2 separate regions of the Gossypium hirsutum genome follow, and region 1 is linked to region 2. A link is a contact called in public Hi-C data. All regions are on one chromosome and are shown on one strand. Each heading gives the region's core, a stretch centred on a gene start, on an enhancer-like site or on the middle of the called end of the contact. The rest is flanking DNA. Distances are from core to core; before and after follow the strand shown.

The links. Hi-C and Micro-C count contacts between places; a contact is called where the count stands out from the background.
Region 1: a contact with region 2 is called in a Hi-C map of leaf, with 2.1 times the contacts expected there. The contact joins the promoter of LOC107934554 here to the promoter of LOC107934549 in region 2. A contact is called at or near these places in 4 of 34 Hi-C or Micro-C datasets (callus and leaf).

What each region holds. Positions count from the first base shown.
Region 1 is chrA10:110,652,229-110,658,137 of Gossypium_hirsutum_v2.1, forward strand. LOC107934554 reads right to left here and starts at 3,051. Exons shown (of 6, transcript XM_016867008.2): 1 at 2,817-3,051; 2 at 1,490-1,707; 3 at 1,210-1,405; 4 at 894-931; 5 at 736-803. The coding sequence starts at 2,849. It overlaps LOC107934529 (putative ribosomal large subunit pseudouridine synthase SVR1, chloroplastic), which reads right to left. Exons shown (of 10, transcript XM_016866978.2): 9 at 5,706-5,761; 10 at 4,613-4,999. The coding sequence ends at 4,939.
Region 2 is chrA10:110,444,080-110,450,508 of Gossypium_hirsutum_v2.1, forward strand. LOC107934549 reads left to right here and starts at 4,471. Exons shown (of 2, transcript XM_016867000.2): 1 at 4,471-4,600; 2 at 5,821-6,429. The coding sequence starts at 5,865. LOC107934545 (dehydration-responsive element-binding protein 2A) reads right to left here and starts at 2,318. Exons shown (of 1, transcript XM_016866997.2): 1 at 1,285-2,318. The coding sequence starts at 2,073. The coding sequence ends at 1,369.

The DNA of each region.
Region 1 (5,909 bases), core at 1,801-4,300, 210 kb after region 2:
TAGCTAGAATTATGTTTAAAATTTAGTTATTTTATTTAAAAATAAAAATAAAAATAAAAACTAAATCCTTCTATTATTTCAATTTAAATTCAGTCTAATCATCACCGATACAATAATGCAATCATACCAACTTCATCGAATCTAGGGGGTGCGTATGCTTGGGTCGAAAAGTAAAAAACTAAGAGGAGAAAATGAAAAAGTGATAAGAAAAGAGATAATCATTTTTCATCCTCATACATAAAATTCAATCTTTACAAAGTGAAATCATAAAGGGGAGAAAATGAGAGACTGTATATTAGTTCAAAATTGGGTAAATTACATTATTAGTACCTAAATTATGAATAAACTTTCACTTTGATCACTTAACTGAAAAAAAGTTACCATTTGATCCCCAAACTATTTAAAAGTTTTCATTTAACTCACTATGCTATATGACTTTCTTTGTTTGTATTATCTACACAATAGAAAACTCTCTTTGCTCTCTTTCCATTTCTGTTCTACACTACAATTTTTATTTCATAAAACAATTTTAAATGTTACGCATCTGCGAACCAAAATTTTAACAGTTTTTACCTTTCTAAACATCGAACCATCTCAACTAAGCAGGAACGGAAAGAAGAAATATTTCTTTTACTTTTCTATCATTCTACATTTTCTTTCGACTCTATCAAGCAAAACATTTAAGCATAAATATTAAATCTCAAATTTGACCGAAACAAAGTGACTCGAAAATACCTTTTGTCACAAAATAACCGGCGACCCGAGGAGCTATGTCCGAGTCATTAGTAGAGGTTGGTGCATACCTATAAATAAGGGAAATTAAAAACTCCATATCCTAATAGTTGTATACCAATTTTACTTAAAAGAACTTAAGATTAAATTAAAATCCTAACATGTCCGGTTTCGCATGAACAATGCCTCGAGAAACAGCCTGCAACAAAGCTCAGACTCTTAAAATCTCAAAATCATTGAGAAACAGATGCTTAGATGAAACCAAAAAAAAAACTTGCTTTAGTGAATTGTTTGCCTTCAAACAGAGTTTGTTAACAGATGTAAGCAGTAACAATTTCAAGAACTCCCTAACCTTTATGAGTTGTTAACAATTTTATTGAATGAAAATTGACTACAGAGGGGACTCAAATGGGCAATAATACTAAAATCATTGTATTGAAAAGTAAATCTCATGCTTGAGAGAGAGGGAAATTTTACCTCTAAGTCTAGCATTGTCGATGCATTTACGGCATTGGAAATTGGGTCCATTGTGAAGTTTAATTGACCAGTGGAGTGGGTTTTGTTATAAAACCAATGAGTAGCCCCGGCAGCCAATGCCTCCAAGCCCGCCACGCTGCCGTTCAAAGTTCCCTCCCTCATCGTAACATTAACAACAGTCTCAACTCGAGTCCCTCTGGATCGATATTCTCTAACATCAGGGAATAAAATTGAAACGAAAAACCAAAGAAAAATAAACCTGGGTTTTCATTGTACCCACTTGATGTCAGTCAGGCTCAGAATTATTTGCCTACATAGGTCAACAACGTTGCAGCTCCGTCCGAGGCCGTTCGCAGGTGAAGGGGACCTGGACATAGACGAAGGATCATTCTTATTGCCCCTCACGATTGCCCCGTACTGTAATGATGGGGTCTGGGTCTGGGTCTGGCTAGCTCCTTGTACTGCTAGGATCCATATCAGCAGAAAACTAAATTGAAACTGCAACAAGTGATGGAGAATTGAAAACCAAGCAAGTTAAAATCAAAGTAGAAAGGGATCACAAAGCGAAATTTATGAAGAAACTGATTTGAGATTTGCTCAAGCTAGACAGCCTCGTCAAAATTTGACCTCTCAACAAATCTTTTTCAGAATATTTTTAGAAAAATAAAAACCTAAAAATGATCTCGAACAAAATAATACAACTTTGATTTCCTTAACCCTTGCCACTCCAATCTTTAATTAAAAGGAAAGAAAACTGGACTGTAAACCGAAAAAGAAAGAGAAGTCCATGTTCCCAGTAATTCCTAAATTAAATCCTAGAAATAAAATATGTTTATGGGAAAACAAATGAAGGGGAAAAAAACAGGGTTAGATCTGAGACAGAGTAATAATAGATTCTTTCTTTTTCTGTTCAGGCAAGGTCATACCCAAAGCAAGCGAAGAAGGTCCTAAAACAGCAAGTGAAAAGGCAACGGAGGCTCCATCATACAAAAACACAGAAAACCAGATGTATTTTGCTGTATATACTTTGGGCTCTCTAAGTCCAATTACCTTAAACAATAAAGCCCGAACTAAACCCATGCTCCCAGTAATCCCTAAAGTAAACCCTAACCCAAAAACTTTTTTTTAAAACCCTAACCTAGAAAAGAAAAAATTGAATGCTGACTGATTTTCAAGACCGAATCACTGAACCGGCCTGAACCGGTGTCTCTGCCACCTTTCGATATGATCGGTATACCTGAGTAAAAACTGGATTTAGATTATTTGAATTTAACCAATATTAATCTATAAAAATCGAATCGACCAACTTTAGTTGGCAGAACCGATCTAATTGAATCGATTTTTTTTTCATTTTGTATATATGTTAACATAGGCCTTTTTTAACAATAAATCAAATACAAGTACAAACGTAAAATACAATGGCTATTGCCAAAAACAAAAATAGAAACAGAGAAGAAACCAACAATAATACTTTGAATGTATTTAAAAAGAGAGAGAGAGAGAGAGGAGAGGAGGTTTTGCCACCACCTCTTGCTTTTAGTTTTAACAATGGGAAGAAAAGAGTTGACATCTGCTTTTGATTAGTTTACGAAAGAAAAGAAAATTACCCATACTCGACGGAGATAAACCCTAGCTTCCATGTTGACTTTGGAATTCAATGTCCCAGTACCTCGCAGAAAAGAGAGAAAAGAGAGATGGAACAAGTAGGGTTTTTGTAAAGCGCAAACCCTCTAATATATATAGGTATCCTAAGTAATCATGGCGGGGCCGGGCTAGCTATTTACACCCTGGCTCAGCCGCAAAAATGAGTTTGGTTTTTTTTTGGCCTGATTTAAGAAAATTAAATTTGGATCTGATCTGATCCGTTTATATCCATTTTATTAAATTAATTTTTATAAAAAATTATAAAATACTAAATGTATTAAAAATTTTAAATAAAAATTTTTTAACATATTAAAAATATATCAAAAAGTATTTATATTAAAAAAATTATCATAAATATAATAAATATTTTATTATATAAAAAACACAAATAAATATTTTACTGGATTGAATATAAAATTTTATATTTTATATTTTAGGTTAGTTATTTAGTTAGATAAGTTTTTTTAAGTCTTAAGCAGTAAGTTTAATTGTTATTGGATTAGTGATTTACTATAAATATAAATTTATATAATTATTATTTAACATATATAATTAATATAATATTATTTCATAACATAATATTCTGAGTCGAGCTTGGATCAAAAAAAAAATATTGCCCAATTCATAATAGTAAATAGATAAGCAAGTACCAAATGATCATATAGGTATACAAAAACCCAAAAATTCATTATGATGAGATTAATAGTGTTCAAGAATTGAACCTCCAACTTTATAGAAAGGAATGAAATGAACAATCATCACATCACTATCTATGATTGTTATTAATTTCTTATAACACTATTTAAAAAGTAATTTTTTTCATTCATAAAAGTATTTATTTTATAATTTTATTTGTTTTGATAATTTAAAACAACACATAAGTAAGTAAATAGATAAAATTTTATTTTTCACTTGATATTAAATATGCTTTTCTATTTTATTTTTTTGGTCCATTTTTATTATGAAAAACCCTATTATTTCAATAAATAATTTTCAATTCATATCATTCTGTAACTTAATTTTGTATTATATTATTTAGATAAAAGTGCCTATGTTTTAGTGAAAGCATGTAATATTTTGTCCTATTCTGATTTCATAATTTAATCCAGTGTCCCTATGAACTTTTTGTTGTGTTAGTGCAAGACAAAATCCACCTCCAAGACATCATCCTATGGAAATATAATATGAAATCTCAGAATCTTTCTTTTTTAATGTGGATAAATCATTGTTTATGTTTTATTTTGGCTGTACCGTCACCAGACTTGCAACATCATTGTTTATGTTTTATTTTGGCTGTACCATCACCAGGCTTGCAACTAAAATAGTTTTCATTTCTTTACGTAGTTTTATCTAATTATAAACTTGCTAGCTGAGTTAATATTATTGATTAAAATCTTGTCAATTAAACTCGATTATGGGTCTAGACATCCAGTCCAGCCTGAAAATCTACTCTAAAACAATTTGGACAAAAATATAAACTCAAAATAAGTTTAGATAAAAAAACGAGACTTAATTTTTAAACAGATCGAGTCTTTGGTAAACTCTTTTGACCCAACCAGACCTCAATTTGCCAAAAAAAAAAAACCACTACTGCTTCTTGCTGCTGTTTTGGTGCCGTTTATTCATTTGTGGGAAAGAGGAGCAGTAACTCATTACTGGATGGGCTTTAATTTTTGGCATTTATTATCCTGAGTTGAAAAATAATTGCTCCTAAAAAGAGTAACTTGGACATGGAAGATAAAAGAAATACTGAAGCGGATGGAAAAGAATCTACTGGGGGCTTCCATCTATGAATAAATGATTTTAACACAGTTGTAATTCGAGAATTATGGCTTTTCCAAACAAGGGACGGGGATTTTCTGGCAACATTTATCCATTTCGATGAGAAATGACATTAAGTCCCTTATACTGTTGCCATTAAGGGATCATTTTCGATGCTCTAGACAAATCCGCGACACAAGGGATGTGTAATATCTGATTGAAGCCTCTCCCAGCATGGGAGACCCAAGCGAAATGCAGATGCTTCCAATGATGCAGTGACTTCTATGACTCTTCCAACAGTCTCCCGATAAAGCAAAAACTTCTTTAACTCTTCCAACCCATTGTCCGAAGGTCGCTCTGTTTTAGCTCGATATGCTTCCCTAACCTGCACGTGATTAACACATTCACCTTAATCTATTATGAGTATTTGTAGCTAAATTATATTTTAATTTACACGATAATCCATATGCAAACTGCAGCCGGCTATAGCAGGCAAAACCTGATAAAATCTTACTAAATACATGGTACATCAAAGGCGACCAATTGGGAAGAAGAACAAATTGTCACATTAAACATTAGTATATTAAACTTCAAAAAGTGAACATGGTTTACATTACACTATGAGACAGGCCAAAGGAAAACAGTTGCTTTGTTAGTATGTCAAAAAGGAAACTATGGAGCTCTAATGAAATTCCTTATAGTTGCAAGTAGTAGTCTAAGATGGTTGAATAAACAGCAGGAAAATTAGCTCAAGGTTAGAGCACTGTGATGGTTATTTTTGGTACAAATAAGGTATCCGTATAAGCTTAGATGAACGGGTTCCAAATGCTAAGATTAGAACTTTAAAACTTCTAAATACCATCTCCTAAGGATGGCTATCGGAACTAACTGAGCTAAGCTTTGCCTTTGTATAATTGATAGTTATCAGTTCAATACTTAGCTTGATTTGCTACTATCAAATTGTATCCATGTGATCAAGCTCACTCTTCAGAGAGTTGATTATGTAAAGGAAGAAAAAAAAGGAAAAAAGAGGAAAATAAAAAGGAACCCTAAAAAGTTAATCACAAAAGTGGAATTATCAGAAATAGTACCCGAGATCTGCTGGAAGTCTGAAACCACCTATGCGAACACGCTTCAATGAATGAATCTGGAAAAAGCATCAATAGCTTTAGAAACCATTTTAATAAGTAATTAAGTTAAAGATAGAATTGAAGAAACTAATGAAGTAGCCAGAGAAACTTGAATGAAATAGATCAAATATAATTTGTTAAAAATATCATGCCAAAGCATCATTA
Region 2 (6,429 bases), core at 3,221-5,720:
CTTATTATATTATACAAAGAAAAGAGGTCAAATGGTGATCTCAACTTTGACTTTCTTTAATTTTCACCAAATAAGTAAATATATTTTTATTTCAACTATTTCAGACAGCCTTCTGATTTGATAGATGAACCTTTGTACGCCCACAGACAAGAGTCATCACTAATCTTTCCTAATAAAGTAAATAAAAAGAGCACTTCTCCAATCATTCTTAAACCTATGTTTTGTCTAAATCTCAATTTTTTTCAAACACCATATTGCTTTTAAAAGTAGGTTTTTTCGATTGTCGTTGAATCTATGTTCTGACCCAAGCTCAAGAAACTTGGTGAGTCCACTGATATGCTTTAGACAACATTTTGAATTTAATTATTATACATTTTGACTCCAAATTTAATATCCAATATAACTGTATAATTACTAAATATACAATAATTTAAAAATAGTAATCAATAAATTAAAAGGAAAAAAAACCCATTTTCGAGTTTCATATGTGTCAACTTCCACCATTTTCATATGTTTATATGAATTTTATAGGTAAAATTTTTATGAAAAGGATCGGTGTTCATAGTTATGGTAGAATCGAATTAATTGATTAAATTAATTTAATCTAATTAATTAATTAGTAGTCAAATTTAGTTCGATAGGAGGTTGATAAATAATATTTTAGAGTTTTAATTATCGGTTAATTTGATTCAAAATAAAATAATTAACCGAATTAATTAATTAACCAAAATATTTGTTGTTTTCAATACTTACGCAGTGTTTGATTGTTAACTTCCAAGACTTATCTACTGCTCTGATTTTTTACTTGTTATTTTCACCTCTATCTACAATTGTTTAAACTATTAAATAAAAGAAATAAACATTAGCAATGTATGTTTTTATACGATTTGTATTAATTTTAATCAAAAAGCAAAAACATGTAAATTTTGATTATTCGATTAATAGGCCAAATTAATTAAAATATTTCGATTTGATTGGTATATTTAAAATAAACTTCATTCTAATTAACAGTTAAAAACTTTTATATTTCAAGTAATTCAGCCCGAGTATTGAAACACCACCAATTGGATCGAAGAGTAAACAATTAAAAATTAATGTGATAACAGAGAGTTACTATAATATGTTATATGTACTTTAACATTCAAAAGTTACTTTTTAATGAAGAAGAAGAAAAATTAATTTGATCTAACTGTAAGGATGTTATGGGTACTCGATTTCTTCGTGTACCTTAAAAACAACAAAACAACAAATGTAGTGAAGATGTGTGCAAGTAGTTGTGCCATCTTTTAAACATTCTTTTCTGACTATAATTTCACTTAAAAACAAGGGTACAAAATCTGTAACATGTAAAATGTTGTAACGTACAAGTCAAGCAAGGAACTCATCAATATCAAAAAGCTCACAATTATCCCACACACTATTATTCCCTACATAATCCATTGGAATGTCATCGAAGAACTGCAACGATTCCAATCCTTCAAGCCAGCTATAATCTGTATCATCCCCTCTTCTATTAACCTCACCACCTTCACCTTTCATATCCATTGCACCACTTGTCGACGGCGCTTCAGAATCAACAGGACCATCCATAGCGGACTCAGAGCCACCGCAAGTGGCCGTTGTTGTAGTTGTAGCCTGAGAAAACCCATGTGAAGGAGTGGCGACTGAGTCCGAATCGGAACCCTGAGGCATGTTAAGGATCGCTTTGGCACCGTACATGGCTTTGGCGGCTTCGTCGTAAGCCGAAGCAGCTTCGACGGCAGTAGGGAAAGTGCCGAGCCAGAGACGTTTCCCTTTATTCGGAGCGCGGATTTCCGCTACCCACTTACCCCATGTACGCTGCCGTACGCCTCTGTAGTTACAGTTCTGGTTCTGCGGCCCGCCTTTACCCTTCATGCACCCTTTCTTGGAACCCTTCGCCGGCGCTTTACGTGATTGTTTGGCCTCCGAGTTCTCACTCCATAACTTCAAAGTATCCGCCACTGATAACCCGTCCCGTCTCTTCCTTTTACGTGAAGAAACCGGAAACAAAGACGAACCCATCTCCGGGTTTTGATTATCCTTAAAACCCATACCAAAATTTCCCAAAAATTTCAAACGAGAAAACCCCAGAAATCTCCAGAAACAATAACAGGGGATAACCAAAACAAACAAGCTCAAAAAGAGAGAGAACAAAAACGAACGAAAAACAATGAACAAAGCTTAGTTTTAAACTGGGTTTTGATGAATTTAAGGAATTTTTTTTTTTGCTTTCGTGAACGTTTTTCTTGAAAGTGAAATCTTGGAGAGCAGGAAAGATCTTTGACACTCTGAGAACTGAGGATGATATTTAATACTTTTCCGGGAGATATTTATTGCACCTTTTATTTTCATTAATTTGAATTTGTTTTAAAAGATTATAAAAAAGACACGTGTCGGATACTGAGTTGTTTTGAATGATGTTTCGTCGCCAGGAGACAGCTGGCACGTGTCACCTGGTTTTCCCCTGTGTATTCTAGAGATTATCCTTAGTTTACTTCCTTTCGAAGAATTTTGTTTTACTCGGTTTCCGTCTTTAACCCTGGTTCTTTGAGTTGATTACAGATGTGTGCCACTAACTAACTACTAGGCAAGCTACTACTAAACAAACTAGCTTTGTTAGCGCTATAAGGACTTTTCTGTCATAAGTCAATATAGGCTTTGACCAACCATAGGCCCATATGCCATTTTCTTTCAAATAATTATATTTCAGCCGAACTTACCTTTTTTAGAAACAAACATTGAAGAAGGTAGAAATTTTTTTAGAAATATTTTATTCAAAATAAACAAATCTAGTTAATTTAATAATTAGATATTTTAAATAGATTTATTTATAAGTCCGGTTATTCAGTCCGGCTTGTAAGCCCACTCTAAAAATAGGGGAGTTTAAAATATAAATTTAAAAAATGAGCTTGAGTGATTTTAAATTGGTCAGGTCTTGGGTAATGCTTTTTTTAGCCTAAGCTTAACCTGACCCAAATTTGAAAAAATTACTATTTTTTTGCAATTTCTTGTTGTTTTACTTTTATATTTTGTTTTCTTACTATTTTGTTACCATTCTATTATTATATTACCACTATTTGGTTGTTATTATTTGGATATTATATAACTTTTGTTTTATTGTTAATTTTGTACTTATCTTAGTCTTATTTAAGTATACATATTTTTTATTTATTTTTAATTTGTTAGGAAACATTTATTTTAATATTTTTAGTATTTTTAATATATTATATTTTTTAAAATAATATAAAAAATTTAATACGGCTGAACCGAGTTGAGCTTAGATAAAAATTTAAACCTTTTTTTAGATCGGACCAAGTCTAGTAAACGGACCTAACATTTTGGTCAGAACCTAGCCTAGCCCATCAGGGGCGAAACCAGAATAAATTTTTAAGGGGTGTAATGAAATTTTAATTTTTATAATTTATATATTTATAATTTTTAAATGATCAAATCAAATTTTATAATTTTAAAGGGTTAAAGTATAATTTTATTTTTATTAATTTAAAATTTAAAAAAAACAAATGATGTAAATAGTAATTTTGTATTTTAAAGTGGCCGGCGCATGTTATCCCTCTAAATTCACCTCTGGAACCCACTGATAACTCTAATTTTAAAATAGATAATATAAAAATATTTTATTTCCAACAAAATGAGATCCTAAATTTTCTGGTCTGTGGATAAGGATGGTCTATTCTGATGTCAATATGAGATCCGAAAACGACTCACCATACAATGACTCGTAAAGTGTAGACAGTGATGTATTTGAAGAGAAAATTCCAAAAATAAGATATGGTAAAATTATAAATTTCATCCATTACTTTATGAAAACTTAGAAGTTAGTCTCTTTATTTTTTTTAATTTATCATAATTCAATCCTCGTATTTTATGGAAGTTGAGAAATTAGTCCATTTCTAGGTAAATAAATGAACTTGAACAGATGATTTCTGCTGATTCCATATATTATAAATTGATAAACAGTTAATTTTTAACTCAGTAATCTAAGTCATGGTTTAGTAGTGCTACTTGATTGGACCGATTTCTCAATTTTCAATAGATTGCAATGGATTATGTCGATTCATTATCCAAATCCACTTTATTTTTGCGGTAATGGATATCTAAATCCGTTTTGCCCTTTTTGGTAATGAATTCTAATTAGAATATCTGAATCCATTACACTTTTTTTTCTTTTTAAAAATATTATTTAAACAAATTTGCAGATTTAAATTTTACAAGAACCATTGATATTTGATCAGCTAGTTTTAGTACGAGATCAAATTTTAATAAATTAAAATAAAAGTGATTAAATTTTTAATTTTATAAAATAGAGGGATTGAATTTAAAATTAGACCAAAACAAAGCTATAAAACAAAATTTCCCTTTTGTGTGGGAATCCACTAATTAGGTTTTTGTTGGGAGCAATCCACTAATTAGTTTATTTGTAACAAACTTATTACTACTACTATATATGAAAACAAATTTATGCTCAAGTTTGAAGATTTTGAATCTTTCTATTTCTGATCAACTTGGAAGATTTTCTTCTTCTTACGCAAATGTAACCGTTCCACTTGCGGGATTTTTGGTAAGTCATTTTCCCTCTCGTTTTCCAATCGAACAGATCAAAGTCTATATCGCATTTTGATTTTCTGGTTTTTTGCTATTTTTCTTGGTTTATATCGAAGATGGCTGGTTATGATTATGAATGAATTTGAAGAATTTATGCTTATTTTTCTGAGTTTTTTTTTTTGAGGAATGAATTGCTTAAAAGGAACAAATTGTAAACTGTATGGAATTAAACCGTACATGTCAAAATCTTTCTGCTTTGTAATTTTTTTCCCGGAAAAAATTGTGTGGGAATGATTTGGTATAAATTGAAAGTTTTTTTTTCCCAGAAAGAAGAATCCGTAGGAGTTTAAGACCCTTTCGGGAAGAATATGAATTAGGGTTCTGAAGCGATGAACTGGTATAGGAATTAATCTGAAAATTATCGTGGTGCTGTTGGTTTTACAATCAAAATCCATTAACTCACGAGAGTATCTATAGTTGTTACTAATTATTGGATATATAAACATTAATCAAATTAAATTTAAATAGAATGACATAAGTTATGAACCGAATTACGATTTAATTTAACAGAATATTTTTAGTTTTATATTGTTATGTTACGAACCGAATCACCAAACAATTTATAAGAAATTCGCTTAAGTTAACATATATTTGTTAAGAAATCTCTAAAATTAAAATAAAATTCAAACCTCTTGTTTGTCTTGGATTATATATAATCGAATCACTCTTGTTTTGTTACGATGTCGTCAATCTATTATTAAACTCTCTTATCTCTTTAAAGATAGTCTTATGTGATAGTCAAAATGCTAACTTGAATGTTCAGTTGTTGGGATGAAGATAGATTTTTAATTAATAAATTTAATTTGGGTTGTTACATACTATCACCGTTAGGGAGCTAATGGAACTTAATAGTAAATAAGTGACTATTTTTACAGTATCAATTTTTTTTAATTATATTGTTACTAAGTGAATTTTTTTATACTTTAAATTGTCACACTAATAATTTTAACAAAATTAGTGTTAATAGTCGAATTTGAATTTTTGAAATTTAAAAAATAAAATAAAAAACTAAATTTCAAGTAATCACATATTTCTAAAAAAAAAAAATTTAAAGAAGACTAGGAAGATTTCTTGAAGGTATTATCTTTCTAAAAAATGATAATTAACATTTCCAACGCCAAATTTATATTAACATTTCCAATGCCAAACTTTGATATGCATTTCCCCATTCTCGAGATTTTTGACAAAGCAGTGATGAACCGTGGTTCATCCTCAACAAGATGAATGGATTCTCCACCGTGGACGGCTTCGTGGAGATAACCGAATCCTTGGCAGAGATGATCAAGTACATCGCCAACGAACCGTCGTTGGGTCTTTCCTACGTTCAAAAGCACACACGGGACGCCGTTCCCAACCTCCTTAACCTCAGCAACCGGCTCGCCGATAAGTCCCGCCAAGCCACTTTGCACACCCAAGACTTGGAAGATTCAATCACCATGGTCAGCTCCATGAAGCAATGCGGCTTCCCAATCGCCGATGAGATGATCAAGGACATCACGGATTCATTAACTTTAATATCGGCGAAACAACTGAAACGTGGATTGATCGACAGTACCGATTCGAGCTTTACGATGAGAAGAACCATGTCTTGGGGACCAATGGCTTGGGTTTATGGTTCTGAAGACGTGCAGCAAGATGGAAGTAATTATTTTTCGACCATGATCAAGTCTGCAAGAGAGAAGGCGAGCGGTTTTAGATGGCCGCAGCTCGAGTCGAAGGAACCGATAGAACCCGCGGTTCGGTGTCCTGCTCCGATGATACGGGTTGGATCTGCCAGCATTGGTT